2 separate regions of the Sus scrofa genome follow, and region 1 is linked to region 2. A link is a contact called in public HiChIP or PLAC-seq data. All regions are on one chromosome and are shown on one strand. The core of a region is the stretch at or near the end of the contact, and the rest is flanking DNA. Distances in the headings are between cores, read along the strand shown. Region 1 holds the start of SKIL (ski-like protein). Region 2 holds the start of PHC3 (polyhomeotic-like protein 3).

Region 1 (6,710 bases), core at 2,424-4,923, 150 kb before region 2:
ATAGATCAGTATTTTTTGCTGTTGTTGCATAAGCAGTAATGGTTTCTTAACATACAGCTTAAGTTATATTCTAAATAGAGACTTTTGATTTCAAAGTAACCATTACCATTATTCAAAATTGCTTAAAAAAAAAAAAACTTGCCTTGGATTGAGTTCTCTTCCCATTCCTCATGCTAAATTTCTCCTTCATTTCTTCTAAAATTATCTTCAGTTTCTTTTCTTCAGGCGTCCCCAAGTATTTTTGGTTCACATGAAGATAGCAATGCCATTTGGCTGATTCAAAGCCCCAGTGGCAAGTCCTTTTGTCGGGTGATCTGTGAGAATGCATCACAAACGTCTGGGGTGCAAACATTCCACAGCACTCCAGACACTGAATACATGGAGCATCAGGCTGAACATAAAATTGGGGTGCAAATAAACCCTGACATTTGCCCAGGCATTCATGTTCCACTTCAAAGGCACTGCCAGTTTCCTTTAACTGGGCCAATGAGTTTTTAGCAGGAAGTATACTACCATTTTGAGGGAAAGTGCGTGGCCGCAATAAAGCGTTACATAGTCTTTGGGCATCAGTTAATGTGATCAGCCCACAAGATGGGGCATTGAATGGAAGTATTCCCAGAACTTTTAAGATATGAAGTTGGTCTGATGTACACCTTGAACAATAGATGTACAATTCATCACACACTGTATTTATTTGCTGGAGTGAAAATTCTCGAAGAACTGAATTTAAAACTTGGGGCAAACAAAGTCTCTTTTCTCCTCCAACCTGAAAACAAGAAATAGACTCCCCTTCCAACACAGTCTGGGTGAGTTCTGTGGAGCTATCAGAAGGGATAAGTAGTGGACCAGGAAGAACCTGAGGAGATGGAAGAGGCAGAAATACAGTAGGTGACATGCTTTCTTGGGAATACCGAGCAGAAAACGCTGCTGGTCCACCCAGAGAGCTCTGACTACTTAAATGGAATTGTGCCAAGGTATGTTTCAAACTGGGATTTAAATGTAAAGGTTCAGGCACAGAGGCACAGGTTCGCTTGACATGCTCTTCATCAGTTTCCATTGGTGCTTCATAGTCATCCAAGTGTTCCTTCTTTACTGCTGGCATCTTGTTTATTATCATTTTTCCATTTGCATGAATGTCTGTCATCATTTTTTTCACTGGAGGACTGCCATCATCTCCCATCCCATTCAGTTTTTTATTTGAGCCCTGAACCAAGGAAAAACTTGTCTGTAGGTTTTCCATTGCTAAAAACTTCTGTGCTAAATAATTAGGTCTGAGATTTGCATTGTTATTTAGTTGCTTATTTGAAGAGAGAAAAGCAAGGTATGCCAATACTTTCGGTAACTTACTCCCACAGTAAATTCAAATTTTCAAAGAGAGATGTCCTTATAAACTACTCAAGAGATTTTGCAACTTTGTTTTGGTTCTGCTTACACTCTAGTATAATTTCACTGCAAGTGCTATAAAATTTCTTATTTTATGTCTAGTAATAAAGAAAATAATTTTCAGAAGCACACCCTCGAGGAAGTCTTTTTTTTTTTAATTCTTTAGGTATATGTACTGAAATAAAGTTATCAATTCTCTCAATTCAAGATGTCCCAATGGTTTCATTTGGTTTGAAGCACAACACGTAAAAAGTTTATGCAATTACTTGTGTTAAAATAATGCACCCAAATTTAATTTTTGGCACCAAGGACACCAGAAAAGGGGGGAGGAGCGTAGTTATCTTCTCTAAAAATTATGATCTCTTGGTCTGTGTGAACAAAATGAAGGCTTGTGCAATTCCTCACACCAGTAAGAAGAACCTCTGACTCCACTTGAATTTCTACAATTAAAAATGAAACTTAAAGAAAAATTGCCCAGTTATCTTCAAGGATTACTGTTCATTCTTCTTTTAATTAATCTGGAAGAGAAGGGGGTGGAGGAGTTACATTTGAATTTGCTCCAGAGGCCAAAGGGTCAGTTTGAAACTAGTTTCTTAATCTTAAACTGAGTTCACTTTACCAAAGGTGACACTTGAGTGATTTCTTTAAATCTAACACGAGTTAACTAGAAGAACCTTCTTTTAAATAGGAAAGCAATTTGGAGAATGGGTGAAGGGAGAAATAATGTCCTTCAAAAGAGGGAGGGCTACTCCAACTCAGAACAGGAAGAACCTTAAACAGATCATCTTAGTCAAAACTCAGTACTACAGACTTTCTCGATTATGCCATTTTAACTAAAATAATCTATTACTTCTCTTATTTTAAGTCAGATTCATCCAAAAAATCATATACTAGTTAACATATCCACCATATATAACTAAGTTACAACTTTAAGTGAATAATTCATCTAGTCAGTGTATGCTATTTTTCTGGAATGACTGTAGGAAAAAATTAACTTTCCCTTTAAAAGGTTAGCGAATTTGCTTAATGGAAGCCAAAAGCTATAGACACCACTCCTGGGAATCTCCATCCTTGAACAAGACTAATCCGGGACAAAAAGCACAAGGCAGACAGACCTCACAAAGAATGCAAATGGAGGAAGAAGGAAAAAGAAAAGATTCTTCTTCCACTTCCTTCTTGAGAAAAAAATCCAAAAGAAATCCAATAAAGAGAAATTTCTGCCTCCCAAACTCCGAGCAATTTACCTTACAACAGACCCAAAGGGTTAAGGACCAAGGCCACTAGCCAACGTACTGACTTTCACCCACCCACCACAGGAACACCCCTGCCCACGCAAGCGAAGGAAGAGGGCAGGAGGCATGACCTAGAATGGGGGAGCCCCCAAGCCCTGAAATCCTCCGCCCACGCAAAGCCACCCACCCATCTCAAATCCGAGGGGGAGGCAGGGAGCAGAGAGCAAAGGACCTGGGACGCCCTGGAGCGTGCAAGGGGGTGGTGGGAAGTGGAGGAAGAGGAGTCTCCCAACCCCCACTCGCGGTCTGGGAACACCCCAATGCCCTCCCAACACCGCTCCGCTGGGAGAACTGTGGAAACCCCCCCCCGCACCCTCTCCCCGGGAAGTTCTCGGGTGTTACCCTAGCAGCCCTAACGCTGCATCTACCCCCGCCCCGCGCCCAGGGCCAGAAGGGAGAGGGGTCAGCGGGCTAGTGGGGCGCGAATCGGGATCCCCGCGCCTGCGGGCGCCGACGCAGCGGGTCGAGCCTGAGGCATCCCCGCGGAGCGCAGACTGGCAGCTGGAGGGGGGGGTGGCGGTGACGGGCGTCCCGGTCTCCGGGGTCCCGACGGCTCCGGTCAAGTGCAGCGCCCTGCCCTTGCCCTAGTCCAGGAACAGCGAAGTATGACCTGCCGGGGGACACCCGACCAGCGCCCCCACCCCGTGGTCCCAACCCCACCCGGGACCCGCGCATCCGGACCCCCGACTCCGGCCTCCAAGCCCTGGGAAGCCCGACGAGCTTTGTTAACTCCCCACTACCCCCGGCGCCACCGTCGGGCGGCCCTTGGGGCCACGCGCCCTTGCCTCCTGCCGCGTCCCCACCGCGAGCCCGGGCCGCACCTGTGCCCGCCGCCGCCGCCGCCGCCGCCGCTCGCCCGCTCCCCTCGGCAGTGCCGGCGCCGCTCCGAACCCCACACACATCGCTACACACAGCCCTCTGACGTCACCGAGCCCTCGGCCCGCCCACGTCACTGCGGAGACACACGGCTTCCCGCAGACGCCGCCGCCGTCTCCGGCCGCCCGGGGGAGAGCGAGGGCGGCGGGGCCGGGGGGGGGGGGGGGAGGGAGGGAGGGAGAGGAACAGAGCCAGCAGCGGCACCGCGCGCGCGGGCCCGCCGCCGACGCCTCGCGGCTCCTAGCCCCGCGGGGACGCGCGCACCGTCTGGCCTATTGTGGTTCCAAAGGGCTCTCCTGGCCCGTCGTCTGGCGCGCGCGCCCCTCCCCCCAGGCGCGCGCCCCTCCCCCCAGGCGCGCGCCCGGCGCTCCTCGCCCCCCGCGCCGTCTGGGCGGCTGGCGCGCGACGCTGTCTGCGGTGCACTCGGCGCAGACAGGATGTTCCCTCCCCGCCCCACCCCCACCGCCGCCCTCCCTCCTTCCTTCCTCGAGTCGCCCAGCCGGCTGTCTGGCCGCCACCGCCCCGCCCCCGCCCCACCCGCTGCTCGGTGGTGACGGGCCAGACCCGGGGGCGCCCTGGTCGCTCGGTCGCTGCGCTGCAAGGCAAGTGGGGGCAGGGCGGCCGCGAGGTGCACTGTGCGCGACCCCAGCAGTCTGCCGGGCGGAGACAGGGCCGGCCCGGCCGAGGCCACCGCCCGAGGTCAGGCACGGGCGACCCTCCCCCCTGCGGGGGCCGCAGCTGGGCCGCCCCGCCCCGGAGGCAGCCGGGTGGCGGCCGCCCAGCCGCGCCCCCCTTGAGGGCCCTGCGCGCGGGGGCTGCTCCCCCGCCTCCCCGGGGCCTCCCGCCTGAGGGCCGCCCAGCCAGCTGCCCGCGCTGCGCTCCGCCCCACCCCGGCGGCCCCCGCCTTGCCTGGGCCGCCTCCGCCCAGACGCCTTCCCAGGGCTGACCTCCTCCGCCATCGGGCCGGGCCCGAGGGCTGGCCGAAGTTCCGGCAAAACCGAGAAAGAACATTTTTGTCTCTACTTCTCAGCTACCCTCCCCCCACCCCCTCACCAGACTGCTCTCTCGGCTCCAAAAGGGAGCTAGAAATTACATGTTTCTCAGTATTATACTGAAGGGTTTGGGGTTTTGTTTTGGAGAACACGAGAAAGCTCCTACTGAAGAGCTTTCGGCTGTAACCCTCAGGGCCGAAAAGAGTGGTCTCCTTGGTCAGTGTTTCGCGGCAGCCAGTTAGCGCATTAAACTCTGCGGAGCTGCTCCGTCCTATTTCGAAACACCAAGAAAAACCCCTTTTTTTCACCCCACCGCAAAATCAGGAACTGAAATAGTCCCCCAGGTCTCTGTGCACCGAATTCAGAAGACTCGAGCTTTGTCCCCCACCTTTTTAAATTTCTTTTTGTCCATTCTTATCCAATTTTTCCTGGCTTTGCTGCTTCGAGGTCACTCATGGGATCTACATTTGGAGCCAGCTGACTAGGAATATTGCTGCGCTCATAGATTATTTTTTTCCCCCTCTTTTCTCTCCAACCGGCCTACCAAAGGCTCACAAGCCTCTCGCTTCCTCCACTCCCAAGTTCTGTCCCTCACAGCCCCATCCCCCCCTGCTCCCGGGTCGTGCCCCTTCTTCTACCCCCCACCTTCCCCTCCTCCTTGACTGCCTCCTTTCCAGAACATGAATAATTCCGCAGCACTTCCCATCTGTTATTGCCATAGAGACAGAAGCTCAGCAAAGATAATGATGTTCTGTGCAGAGCCAGTGGGGGGAGAACAGCATCTGCGAGTCTGGGGGATAGATTTTTCTAACCTCGAGAACAGTCAGAAGGCCCAGCCGAAGGTCTGATGTAGAAGACTGGATAGACCTGAGACTTGGCATCTGGACAGCTCTGGGCATTTGGCTGGTGTCTAGCGAGAATAAACAGTTTTTAGAAGCCAAAATGACAAATTTTTTAAGAAGTGATTTCAGACTGCAATTAGTGATAAATGTTCAGTACTCGTTTACAAGCCATAAAAATAATTACTTGCTATCAACTCCAAAGACCTAAGGACCAAAATCAATTGGACAGTAAATAGACTTTTGAGAAATCAAACATTATCCTCTCCCCTGTTCTTTTGATTTGCTTCCCCAGGAATCTGTTTTTTGAGCGAAAGCTCTTTTGTGCTTGTGATTTCTGTACAGTGGTTTGAGAAATAGTGACAGGCAAATATGACTAAAGCCAATCAAGCTTTGAGAGTATTTTTTTTTCATTATTCATCGAAGTACAAAATGTACCAAATTAAAATTCATTTTGCCCTTGAATTCCCAAGGTCTTGGCCTCAAAGGTACAGGTTTGAACTCAAGTGAATCTGAACAGGGTACACGTACACAGATCTTGATGCAGAGGGGGAGGTGCCCACTAACCCACATTTTTGCAGGTTTTTAAGGATTTGGGGAAATTGTCAGTAAAATTGATTGTATAACATGAAACAGAAAAACACTGAAGCAAATGATAATAGTTCTTTATCTCAGAAATAGAATTGAATGGACACAGAGAATACGGGCCTTAGAAAAAATAATCATGATGAGGTCACGAATATTATAAACCCTACAGACTTATGTTGTTCATCAGTGCTGAAAATTCAACGTAGGTATTGGCTAGTTTTTGTTAGATTGGTTAGATTTGGTGAGTATTGGTTAGATTGGTTTTACATGACCTCTGACCTCACCATCTTGAGCAGGAGCTGAGTAAGATCACAGTGAGATTGAGTGCATGTGTGCATGTAAAAATTCCGAATGACTGAGGACAACTCCTTGTCTCAACTTCCACTAAGTAGCACAGACAGAAGATGCAAACTAACTGGTACTAGGTGGTCTAGAATTCCTTCTTCAGTAGTTGTGGACGTCTGCGATAACAGAAACCAAAAATTTAGAGGTTATAAATTTGAAGACCATTTCTGCCATGACGTGATAAATGGTTTGAGGCAAATGTTTTCCTTCCTCTGCCCTCTATTTACTGATCTATTGATAATGACGTACTAATATTAAAGAACACAGAAGCAAAAAGGAAAGGGTGAAGTGCAAACATTCAATGTAAGTTCATTTTATTTTTATGAAGGGGGGAAGAAAAATCAAATAAATGTTAACCAAGCTTACCAACAGACTTGTGTTTTTGTTTGCACCTT
Region 2 (6,515 bases), core at 1,784-4,283:
TATGAAGTGCGATGAGAGCAACTAAAGGACACAATTTTTTTTTTTTTTTTTTTTTTTGGTCTTTTTCTAGGGCCACACTCGTGGCATATGGAGGTTTCTAAGCAAGGGGTCTAATTGGAGCTGTAGCCTCTGGCCTACACCACAGCCAAAGTAATGCCAGATCGGAGCTGTGTCCATGACCTACACCACAGCTCACAGCAATGCCGGATCCTTAACCCACTGAGCAAGGCCAGGGATCAAACCTGCAACCTCATGGTTCCTAGTCGGAGTCGTTAATCACTGAGCTATGACGGGAACTCCTAAAGAACAAAAATTTTAATCCAGTTTTCCTTTCCATTGCTGGAGCCCTTTATCATTTCTCTAAGGATTAATACAGTTTCTCAACTAGTTTCCCTGTCTCCAGTTTCACTTTCCTCCAATCCATCCTTGCTAGAGGGATTTTTCTAAAATCAAACAGGATGCTAGCACTTCTACAAATAAACATTTCCTGGAAAATCTAGAAAGAAGGTCAACCTGTTAGCATGACATAAATCTTTTCCAGAGGGAATCATAAAGAAGCAAAACACCTTCCCCTGTTTCATCAGATAAGTGATGATACATTTCTTTTTTTTTTTTAGGGCTGCACCCCAGGCTAGGGGTCAAATCAGAGCTACAGCTGCTGGCCTATGACACAGCCACAGCAACGCAGGATCTGAGCTGCATCTTTGAACTATACCACAGCTCTAGGCAATGCTGGATCCTTAACCCACTGAAATAGGCCAGGGATCGAACCTGCAACCTCATGGTTCCTAGTCAGATTTGTTTAAGCTGCACCATGACGGGAACTCCCCATGATACATTTCTTGAAAGTGGTCATATTTCATCATATTTTGTCCCCTCTAACACTTCACACAGTGGCTTGCTGAATGAGCAGTGAAGAAAATTTGGCTTTGGTCATGGAAAGATTAAGTTAGAACCCATTTTTGGTACATTTTAGCAAAGTCACCATAGGCATCTAATCACCTTGAGCCTCACTATACTTCCGCGCTAAATGAGAATGATAACTAGTTTTGTTGCGAAGATCAAATGAGTTTGTGGAAATCCTCTGCTTTTAGGAAAAGGCTATACAAATGCTGGTTGTTATATTGGGTTTTGAAATCTTTCTGAAAAGCAGTACTGATCTGACTTTACCCAATATATGTTCTGACTTTGAAAGCCAGTCTGCATGTGATGACAATAGAGATATAGGCCTTAGACGTTGAAAGGAAAGAGGGATGAAAAGGAATATTTTGGCTCATTTATTCTAAACATTCCCTTGAATTATGCATTTTTCACATTTAGGTCTAAGACTGCTTTCTTCAATTTTGTTTTACTAAACAAAAATTTTAGCAATACCAATAGACAGTTGATTCTTGAGAGTTGAATGACAATGGCATCATGAGCAAGTCAGAAAAGAAGAAAAAGTAGTATTTTATCTTTAAACATCTAGGAATTCCCATCGTGGCTCAGTGGTTAATGAATCTGACTAGGAACCACGAGGTTTTGGGTTCGATCCCTGGTCTTGCTCAGTGGGTTAAGGATCTGGCATTGCCATGAGCTGTGGTGTAGGTTGCAGACGTGGCTTGGATCTAGCATTGCTGTGGCTCTGTTGTAGGCCGGCGGCCACAGCTCTGATTAGACCCCTAGCCATATGCCACGGGAGCAGCCCTAGAAAAGGCAAAAAGACAAAATTAAAAAAAAAAAGCATCTATAGAGACTTTTCAAGGAGACTTTCTCAGTGCGTTCTCTTAGGAGTAGTAGGAAGGGCTTTGCTTTCAGATAGGAAAATAAGGTAAAGGAACAATGTCATCAAATGGTGAAAAGTGGTAAAGGGACAATATAGCTCATAAAGGAAGTGGTCTTTTCCCTTCCCTAAGTATATTGTGGATTTCCAAGATTAAGTATACTTTTTAGTAGATTGTACTACATTTTAAAATGAATTTGTATCATGAATTCATTATTCAGTTCTTGAAATTCAACTCCACCATCTTAATAAATGCAAAAAGAAGACATTGCTAATGGAATCCCCATTGTGGCTCAATGGGCTAAGGACCTGATGTTGTCTTTGCAAGGATGCAGATTCCATCCCTGGCCTCACCCACTGGGTTAAGGATCCAGCCTTGCCACAAGATGGCAGATGCAGGTTGGATCCAGTGTAGCCATGGCTGAGGCATAGGCCTCAGCTGAAGTTCTGATTTGACCCCTAGCCTGGGAACTTCCAGGCGCAGCTGTAAAAAGGGAAAACAAAACAAAACACACAAACAAAAAACCAAAACATTCCTTGTGATTGGTATGCTTTTTTTGGTGAAGGACAGTAAAGATTTATCATTCCTTAAACTTAAGTTTTCCAAAGCACTTAATGGGTATGTTTCAGAACATTTGGATTGTGAGGATAGCTCTATAAAACCCACTTAACTCTACAGATTAAGACTTGTTGGAAGACACGGACTTGTTTCACTTATCTTTACATGTTTGTCTCATCCTGCCTCAGAGTAATTGCCATCTATGCAGAGTGTAATAAACTACATTAGCACACTGGTGGACATTTCTGCTTGTTGCCTGCAGTATGGAAGCTTGTAATGCCCACTAAGCGCCCACTAAATTCATGTCAAAGATATGAATGATATTCACATGGTAGTCAGGATGATTCCTTAACTGGCCACCTCACGGGGGTCAGGAACACTGAGTTCAAGGCTTCGCATCCAATCATCGGCTTATTATTCTCTTCCACCTCACCTCTTTGCAGTTTGCCTATGCTTTGGTATATTTTAGATGTCCTTAAAATTTTTAATTTAACCGTCTAATCAGAACTTTTCATAACCTGGTTACAGATTCCTCTTCAAAAGGAGAAAGACCCTGGGCAAGAGAAAGCGAGTGTTTGTAGGTGAAACACCGGTATCTAAATTGGGGAAACCTGGTCAATTCCCAGAGCTGGCAAGGGTTGACTTGGGAGGGGGTAATTGGAAGACGAGGACTCCACGTGACTTCGGGGGCCAGAGGCTGAGCTGACCCCGCCCTTTCGCCCTCCGCTGCCGCCGCCGCCGCGGCCGCCAGGGGGGCGCATGCGCAGCTTGTGTTAGTGATGGAGGAGAGAAGATGGCGGAAGCGGAGTGAGTGACTTGCTGGTGACTGATGTCGTAACCGGGGGGCGAGTGGGGGCAGCGACACATCCCCCAAGGGGAAAGCTCAGGGCCTTTTCGCGGGCACTGCGGAGAAAGGGGGACGTGAGAGCTTCTTTATCGTGGAAGAGCGCGCTTCGCTCTTGTAGGGGGACGGAGGCGAACTGTAAGGGTCCAGCTGCCTCAGGCGGGAGCACCCCTTCCGCCGTCTGGTCCGGGATCTGCGGGGCCTTGAGCAGTGGGTTATCCCTCGGACCCCAACCGTTAGGGTCTTTCGGAAGATGAGCCCGGGTGGGCTCCTCAAGCGCTGTCATCTCTGCAAGTGGGCCCCGCGGGCAGCCTTGTTACGGCTGCCCGCGCCGGGGGCCCGCGGAGGCTGGGTAGGGCTGGGCGGGCACTGCCAGGCCTCCTTCGCGCTCTCCTCCTTCCCGCCCCGGCGCCACTCCGCTCCTCCTCAGTGGGAGAACCAGCGACTTGGGTCTGTTCGCCACCCTTCTCCCGGGAGGCTTGGAGGAGGTGTCCCAGCGCCGGCTTTAAGGAGGCGCGGGCTGTTGCTGTTCTGGCGAGCCTGAAAATACTCTGGAAGGAAAGCTCTTCTTTCCCTCGGGTCTCTGGCTGCAGTGTTGATGCCGCCCTAGAGGGCTACATTCTTGTGTGGTGTGATGGTATGCTTAGTTAGCGACTCAAACTTAGTGTTTCCTGGGTAGGCCGCTTGTGCAGCAGAACTGCCGTTTGTGTTCTGCAGGCAATGCTATGCATAGACGATGGAGTTACCAAAATTGCTCTTTTGTGCCTGGTCTCCAAATGAAGTGCAGTGGTTTGGCCGGTTATACCCACCGATATTTAGACTTGTGCCTAGAATTTGGATTCTCTGTGACCATTTTTGGTTAGTTACAGAACTGCTTACCCTCAGGTTTGGGGTTGAGGACGTGGCTGAGCAGAATAGTACTGTAAAGAGAATTTAAGCTGGCTTTTTGCATATCGTTGCTTCGTGGTTCAGAAGTGTTACTACAGGTAATAATTTGGTAAAAAGTTTATCTCCCACCCTATCTGTATGATGTTGAATAGTTAACCATGCGATGCTGTGATTTGATGATTGGAAGGCAATTTGAAAAACTACCAAAACCCCTTAAAAGTCAGAGAAGCGTAAAGATATATGTCATCTATTAATCAAAAAAAATTAGTAAGTGAAGAGTTGCCCCCCCCTCACTTTTCCTCTTATTAAATCAGGATTTTGTAACATTCGATTCCTGGAAGAGCACATAAGTACTATTTATATACATGATATAAGAACAAAGAAAATTTGTATATAAAAGAACACCATATGGGAATAATGCATGCGTACACAATTAGCGCCAAATTCCTTTGTCTTTTCACAAAGTGGAAAGTGTTCTTCATATAGTTTAGTCAATGCTGCTCATGTGAGGTGGGTCAGATTTTGTTTCTCAGAAGAAAAACACAAGGCAGATAAAACTGTATTCTCAAGTGTGCTTTTCCTCATTGTGGTGCATTTCTGACACTACAAAAAGTACTGTAATTCTAGTTTCTGACAGTATTAAGGCCTTCAGAGTTGATTTGAAATATAATTTTTGAATTTATTCAAATACAGATTTTGTATTTAGTGGAATTTTGTACCACAACAGTGAAATGTGTTCGTAATGTTGGAGGGAAAAGAATCAGTATGGTACAAAACTGCACTTTACTGTCTATACATGAGGAGAGTGACATAATTATGCTGCTTTCAAAATTTGAAGCAATTTTTTTGTGAAAAAGAGTTTTTTAAGAAGGTGGGGAAATTGTTTTCAGCTGCTTCTCATATTTATCCAGTCAGAGTAGATTATAATTCAGAGTTGTTAGATTTAGTAAGGACAGTTTTGTAGATGAATAAGGGGGAAAGCTGTGTGAGTTATTGAAAAATTATTATTTTTCAGATTTATAATGATTTTTTTTTCCTTTATAGCTGGTTTACAGTGTCAATTTTCTACTAAAAAATTATTTTTTAAACTTATTTTCTAAGAGAACTTATTTTCCTTTTTGGCCATGCCATCAACATGTGGAAGTTCCCAGGCTGGGGAATTGAACCCATGCTGCAGCTGCACCCTGTGGCACAACTGAGGCAACACTGGATCCTTAATCCCTCTGTTCCACAAGGGAACTTGCTAAGAGAACTTATTTTTAAAGTATATATGGTAACTAAAACCTAAGCTGATTAAGATAAACTAGCACAAGTGCATAGGCATCCTACTTTAATGTATAGATAATAACTTTAATTTGTAATTAGTATGGTCAAAAGAATACAAAGATATTTTGATAGTCTGATATTGCTTAAGGTTTAATTTTTCTAGGTAGTTTAAGTATCCTCTCATCACCTGCTTTGGTTTTAAAACATTTGTCTTCCTTCAACAATAAAAAGCTAAACTTTAGGTCAGGCTTTTTGTCTCAGTTACATATCCTGAATCATATGAATTAAAATTTAATAGATATGGACTGATAAATATATATATTTGTGAAGTGTTTTTGCCTTCTAAGTGTTTATGGTGACTGTGTGCTCTCTTTTTTTTATGAAGGCCTTATTAGAAATTTAGACTGTTGCTTAATATTTCTTAGAATAATTATTCTTTAAACACAATAAGATAACACTTTTGCCAATACAAACCCTTTGTGTTATCTGCTAGATTTAAGGACCACAGCACAGCTATGGATAGTGAACCAAACTCTGGAACATCTTCGGTGTCAACAACAACCAGTAGCACCACCACCACCACCATCACCACTTCCTCTTCTCGAATGCAGCAACCGCAGATTTCTGTCTATAGTGGCTCAGACCGACATGCTGTGCAGGTATTTCTGTTACCATGATGGGTATGCTAAAACTTAGGATGTCATACTTTTTACTTAAGCCACATGAACCTGAGTTACATGATACCCTCTAAATGAGTACAGTTAAAATTATTAATGTTTAAAATAACCAACAAGGTTATTTGATAATCACACTATTGAGTGAGCTTACATTTGTTAGCATGTAGCTTATAAAACACTATGTCAGGAAAATTATAAATTGGAAGGTCTGTAGATGCTGCTCTTACATGAAGACACTCAGCTGAGACCTCCAGCATGTAGAATGGCTCTAGGTTTTTCTGGGTTATTTTATATTTGAACCCAGAATATGGACTTAGGGAGATCTGTTCAGCTCTGTAGAGATGGTAAGAGGTTCATTTTAAACCCAAGTGGCTTAAGAACTAAGCAGGAAGATTCATTCAATAACTTTAAAGGGAGGGGCAGAGGAGGAAGGTACTATTTAATTAAGAAAAGTCTTAGGCTCTTCACTTAGGTGAGAAAATAGAGTTTACTCAGTTAACCTTTATAATAACGGAGGTT

What was found. HiChIP or PLAC-seq counts read pairs in DNA pulled down with a chosen protein or histone mark.
Region 1: a contact with region 2 is called in an H3K27ac HiChIP or PLAC-seq map of alveolar macrophages. The contact joins the promoter of SKIL here to the promoter of PHC3 in region 2. A contact is called at or near these places in 1 of 47 Hi-C or Micro-C datasets (embryonic fibroblasts) and 2 of 2 datasets of contacts at active chromatin or transcription factors (alveolar macrophages and skeletal muscle).

Annotation. Positions count from the first base shown.
Region 1 is chr13:109,026,794-109,033,503 of Sscrofa11.1, reverse strand. It overlaps SKIL (ski-like protein), which reads right to left and starts at 3,673. Exons shown (of 7, transcript XM_021069796.1): 1 at 3,497-3,673; 2 at 143-1,901. The coding sequence starts at 1,240.
Region 2 is chr13:108,880,138-108,886,652 of Sscrofa11.1, reverse strand. PHC3 (polyhomeotic-like protein 3) reads left to right here and starts at 3,033. Exons shown (of 16, transcript XM_021069777.1): 1 at 3,033-3,128; 2 at 5,813-5,978. The coding sequence starts at 3,115.